Regions from separate parts of the Mus musculus genome. Here region 1 is linked to region 2. The links are chromatin contacts, called in public HiChIP or PLAC-seq maps. All regions are on one chromosome and are shown on one strand. Each heading gives the region's core, a stretch centred on a gene start, on an enhancer-like site or on the middle of the called end of the contact. The rest is flanking DNA. Distances are from core to core; before and after follow the strand shown.

The links. HiChIP or PLAC-seq counts read pairs in DNA pulled down with a chosen protein or histone mark.
Region 1: a CTCF HiChIP or PLAC-seq map of large pre-B cells shows a contact between it and region 2, with 5 times the contacts expected there. The contact joins two enhancer-like sites. A contact is called at or near these places in 1 of 15 datasets of contacts at CTCF or cohesin (large pre-B cells), 3 of 484 Hi-C or Micro-C datasets (CD4 T cells, liver and uterus), 5 of 115 datasets of contacts at active chromatin or transcription factors (the 230-238 cell line, embryonic basal ganglia, large pre-B cells and 2 more) and 1 of 9 other capture datasets (embryonic stem cells).

Annotation. Positions count from the first base shown.
Region 1 is chr1:164,887,479-164,890,178 of GRCm38.p6, reverse strand. All of the region lies in intron 1 of Gm32652 (a long non-coding RNA gene), which reads left to right. Among named protein-coding and RNA genes, the nearest start is that of Gm32652, 11 kb to the left of the region's middle. Within about 2 kb of position 1,363, at least 52 of the 459 cell types and tissues checked have an H3K27ac peak or open chromatin away from gene starts, as enhancers often do.
Region 2 is chr1:164,510,486-164,513,185 of GRCm38.p6, reverse strand. The region is part of intron 2 of Gm26685 (predicted gene, 26685); the gene reads right to left. Among named protein-coding and RNA genes, the nearest start is that of Gm26685, 8.5 kb to the right of the region's middle. Within about 2 kb of position 1,390, at least 31 of the 459 cell types and tissues checked have an H3K27ac peak or open chromatin away from gene starts, as enhancers often do.

The sequences.
Region 1 (2,700 bases), core at 114-2,613, 380 kb before region 2:
ATGGTTTTTCAGTGTGGCATTAATACCTGGACAGGCTTGAAATAGCATAGCTTCATACATACTAGAAAATGTGATTGTGACTAGGGCTGAACTATAATTATTGTTCTTTTATCAAAATGTAAAGAAAATATGAGTAAAGAACAAAATTTAACAGAGGAATTAATGTGGCTTTTTGCAGAGGTGGCATCTGTGCTCATGAGCATATCACAGAAGTGACGTGGAGATGGCAGGTAACAGAAGGACACGTGATGTCACATGAGAGTCACATATGATGTCACATGAGATGTCCCAGGAGATCCCTCAGCCAACCCAGCACCTAGCCAAACCACACTTTATTTCAAAGAACCTTACTTATTTTTCATTTTTTTTAAAAAAAGATAATCAAGACATGGCCTTGCTATACAGCCCAAGTTGGCTTTGAACACTGGATCCCCTTATCTCAGGCTCTTGAGAGCTAAAATTACAGGCATGTGCTACCATGCTTAGCTAGAACTTGCTTTTTTGATGTAGGAAATAGATAAAATAATATCTTATCCTTGACATTGTAGCTGAGGTTCAATAGAGCAATGTATGCTGTGCACCTTGAATGGTGTTTAGTAGGTAGTATGCTTGCCAGAAGGCTGACTGTAATAGATACTTTTGATTCTGAAAGTGGAGACATCTTCGCTGTTCTTCATGTTTTGAAGTCCTCTTTATCTGGGTAAGACCAGTTTTCCCATAGCCTTTGCAGGCCCCCATTCCAGATCATGCCAGTTCCTTCTTCTCCAGGCCCGGGACACTTTGTTTATGCTTCTGTTCCTTCACTTCCGCCTCAATTAATTGTGGAACTGTTTTTCTTGCATGTCTGTGTCTTGAGCTAGAGTTAAGGTTTTAATACATCTATTATTCTCATAGAACAAAAAAGATGTAGTGAAGCACCCCACTAATGTTTTTAGAATTGAGAATTCTTTCCAATTTTCACAGCAGAGAAAGCAGCCAACATTTGGAAGGGTCTTATTTATCTTGTCCCCTCAATTTTATCTATGAGGATGCTGGGATAATATACAGAAGAGACTCTGTTGTGGGTAGAGCTCTGCTAGATTCCTGTTTCTGCACGTGGCATAGCATATATCAGCAGCAGCTAAGATGAACTTATCCATTATTGTCTCTGAAGATCTCGCTATCATCATTAACATAGAGACCCTGTCTCCCCTGCTCAGTCTAGGGAGACAAGAAACACACACAGAAAGTGACAACTGATTTTCCAAGACTGATGATATTTAGCAACCCTCACTTAGTTTCACAGCACAAGGTTGGCATATTCAGATCCAACAAAAAACGTCAGAACATTGTCTGGGCATGATGAAAGTGAGTTGGCTGTGCCTAAGCAGCCTTACGCTATTTCCTGTGCCAGGTGATCAAAGTAAGGAACAGCTAAGCGCCCCGCAAAGGAATGAAAACAATGAATGCTGCTTCCTTCCCGGGACAGCTAGCGTGCTAGGAAACAGTTTCTGAAACTCTGAGGACAAGTGTCAGTCACTGGGTCCCCTGCATCTCAAACTTGGTGCAGGAAATGACTGTGACAGGAGGAGTCAGCCTCTGGCACTTTGGCTGTTTTTGGGTTTTTCTTTGCTATCAGATGAGACTCTTGTTATCCATATCCAAGAAGAGAGGAATGGAAGCTGGGGAATATATGTGGTATCATGCTGTAATGGAAAGAAGAGTGTGTTCAAGCCCAGGCTCTTACACACACCAGCTCTGTGGCTTTTCCCAGTTTATCTCTGTGACCATTTCTTAATGATGGCAGATAGGACTGGAGATGACATACCGATTACATATTTATTGACTGGCAACACCATTAAGCACCACACAGCCATACAAACTTATACTTTCGGGACCACAATAAAAACTAACTAAACCTTAACCAGGACACTTTTGGTTAAAATGTCCCAGTCATATCTAGTTTTGAGCATTGGCCTCCCAGGACGATTCTTTGCTTGCAGCAAATCTTATGAGCTAGTAACTTTGCCGACTTTTAGTTCTAAGTCTGCTGGCTGTTATCTCAAACCTTACTTTAGAAGGTTCTGGAACTCATCCTTAGGGGAAGAGCTGGGACCTGGGAAGACTGCATTATCCACTCCCTTCTGCTGTGGAACAAACTAATCAAGGGCATATGTCCCAGACAGTGGGTTAGTGATGTCATCTGCCTTCACAAAGAATAACTTATTAATGTCTCAGTGACTCACACTGTATGACTCTCCAGGCATTTGCTAGAGGATAAGTATAGGAACAGATGAACAAGAATATACAGAGAGGTGACAGCGACTGAGACAGAAAGCATTTTAAATGGGGCAGTGGCTCTGAGAGAGAAACACAGAGGTCAGCCATGCTGAAGGTAGGAGAGAGAGGGATTGAATGGGAGCTAGACAAGAGCAAGGGAAAGCAAGGAGATCTCTTCAGAGAGGGGGCAGTGGCGTGGACATTAAACAAGAAAAGAAAATGTGACTGGGGGAAAAGAGGAAAGATGTCATTACAAGTCATCACACATCATCTGGTGTCATTATATGATCGAAACCTGAGCTCCTTCCAATAACTTTACTGACCAATTAAAGGAAGTTAAAATTGCTAAGTATATCTTCTGATCAGAGTGGTCCCAGAAGGAAGATGGTTAGGAATATCTGTTTTAGGGATGAGATGTTTTGTAAATCTGGTGAAATCCAT
Region 2 (2,700 bases), core at 141-2,640:
AATTAAAAGAATGAAAAAGAGAAACAAAGATAATGTTGGCACTTACTATGTGCCATACCCAGTATTAAATGCTTAACATCCACTATCAATTTTAATCCCCAGAACAACCCTCTATGAACTTCTTTTCTAAAGAACTTCAGAGTCTACAAACACTAAATTGATTATCCAGGATTAGAGAGCTATTAAAGACAGAAACCAGAATAAAAACAGATGACCAGACCTGAGATCCTTTGAGCCTAATCACTGTGTACCCAACACAGGCTACCCTAGCTGGGAGACAAGCAGCTCAGAAACCTGTGACTTAATCTGCACTTCTAACCCCTTGGTTCTTCTCATTCGAGAGGTGGGATATCTGCATAAGCCAGTGCAAAGGAACCTAAAAATTTAAGAAGCCCGTGAACCCAGAAAGAGAAGCACCAAGATGCTGCTTATGGAGGAAGAAAAGAAAGATAGGAGTTCTATCCATAATGCCAGGCAACAGGGATGCCGGATGACCACTTGGCTACTCATTGGCTCTCCTCACCTGCTTCACACACTGTGCCCATGAAAAACATCTAACCAGAGTCCTTTCCACTAGCACAGTGCCAGATTAGCTAGCTCGAGCACTGCCTTCCATCAGGGATTTCCCCACAGTTTCTCCTCCAAGAGGAGGAAACCATCTCCCTTTGGATTGATAGGTATCTTGGGACTGAGCAGAGGCGGAGGAAAATATTGCCATTTGGATTCATCTTCATAGCCTCTCCCGGACTCAAGTACTGAGGTAGAGTCGAGTTCTAGCCAGGGCCAATCAGGAATCTCCTGGTCTAGCCTCTGCACCCTGACACACTGAGGTTGAGACAAAAGCTCTAACAAGCTTTGGTTTCTCCACGGTTCCTGAGACACAGTTCCTGAGAATGCACGCATCACCTCTTGCAGTGACCTCTCCAGGTTGACATAACCCCTTCTCCTTCATGCCTGCCTTCCTCAGGCACCCGCCCTCTGACAATACCTGTGCATGTCTGGCAGTCTGCCTTCATTGGGTCACTCCTCTGTTCTTTAGTCTGGACTCCACTCACACCCATGCTTTCTACTCTCCAGCTTCGGTGGAGTATTGAAAACACTCCGAGTTCTAAGTCTACAAATTCAGCCATTAGAAAAAGTATTTAAGGAGCGCATGCCCCATGTGCCAGACATTGTTCTAGAACTGGAGAGTAAGCAAAGAGGGGAGTATGAGAGGTCTCTACTTCCCTGAGCTTAGAAGAAGTTTTCACAAAAGGAGTTTACCAAAAAAAGACCTAGGTGGGTAGAGGTAAGACAAGAGGGACTTCCTCAAAATATTATCTACAAGTTCCTGTCACAGCTCACTGAAAACACATCCTGCCACAGTCCATGAAACTAAGACAGTACGCTTGGTACTGAGTGGTGGCTTGCAGGAAGTCACTTAGATTCTCAGCATGGTGACAGCCTTTTGAACTGTACAGCAGGGGAATTAATTTTATCTGTGGCAGGAATGTTGGGTCTGTGCTCAGCCTGGAGTTTCCAACAGGAGGATCAGAGGTAGGAAAGTTGCTACATCCACCCAAGGTATTTCCCTTGCTTTGGCCTCTTCCGTCTTGACAACAGCGATCTTTTTCAAGTTCTGTCCACAGACGGCTTCTGAAAACAGGTGCTGGCCAGTTGGCATCATGTGGGGTAAAACCTAGCCAAGGATTGATGTAGTGTCACTTCCAGTAGAAAATTTGCAGCATAAAAGGTGTTAAATAATCTGTTAAGCTTTTTAATGAATTTTACATTAAGAAAAAGATATTTTAGAAACCAGAATAAAATTTTCACATGAATTGCAAAGTTAAAGACATATGAAGTCTTCTGGCCTCGCAGCTTTAGATTCCTAGCCCTACACACCACACACACACACACCCCACATATACATATACATATACATATACATATACATATACATATACATATACATATACATATACTATACATATACATATACATATACACATGTTGTATGTGTATCAATTAATTAATAAATCCTGTTGGCGTGGTTCACTACCTGCCTCAATGTTTATGTTCCCAAATGAAAGACACACACACAGCCTTTATATTTTAATATGTCTTAAACAGCTCAATAGTCTATAAACAGTTTGAGGGGATATAATTAGCATTTGTAATACAAGCCGCTATACACACATGCATATATGCACACCACATACACACATACACACACATGCATACATACAGCACATAAACACATACACACAGCACAAATATCACACACATGTGCACACACCACATACATATACAAACAGACATATACCGCATATACATACCACACAAACATATCATGCATACATATACACACACATGCACACACTTACACATACAAACCACACACATAGAGACACATATATCACATACACACACATGCACAAACCACACACATACCACATATATACACACACATGCACACACATGCACATACCACACACACACACACACACACACACACCACATCCAGTCCTCAAGGGCTCCCCCTCCGCACTCTGTAATACCCTCCTGTAGGTTGACTGAAAGGCTCTGCAGTGCTCCTGCTCTGTCGTCTCCCAGCAGTTCCCCAAGCAGAGAGAGGAGAGCAGGTGAGCCAGACAATCAGACAGACAGGCAGACAGACAGACATCTGCTTCCCCCAGGTGTTCACTCACTTTCACAATAGTA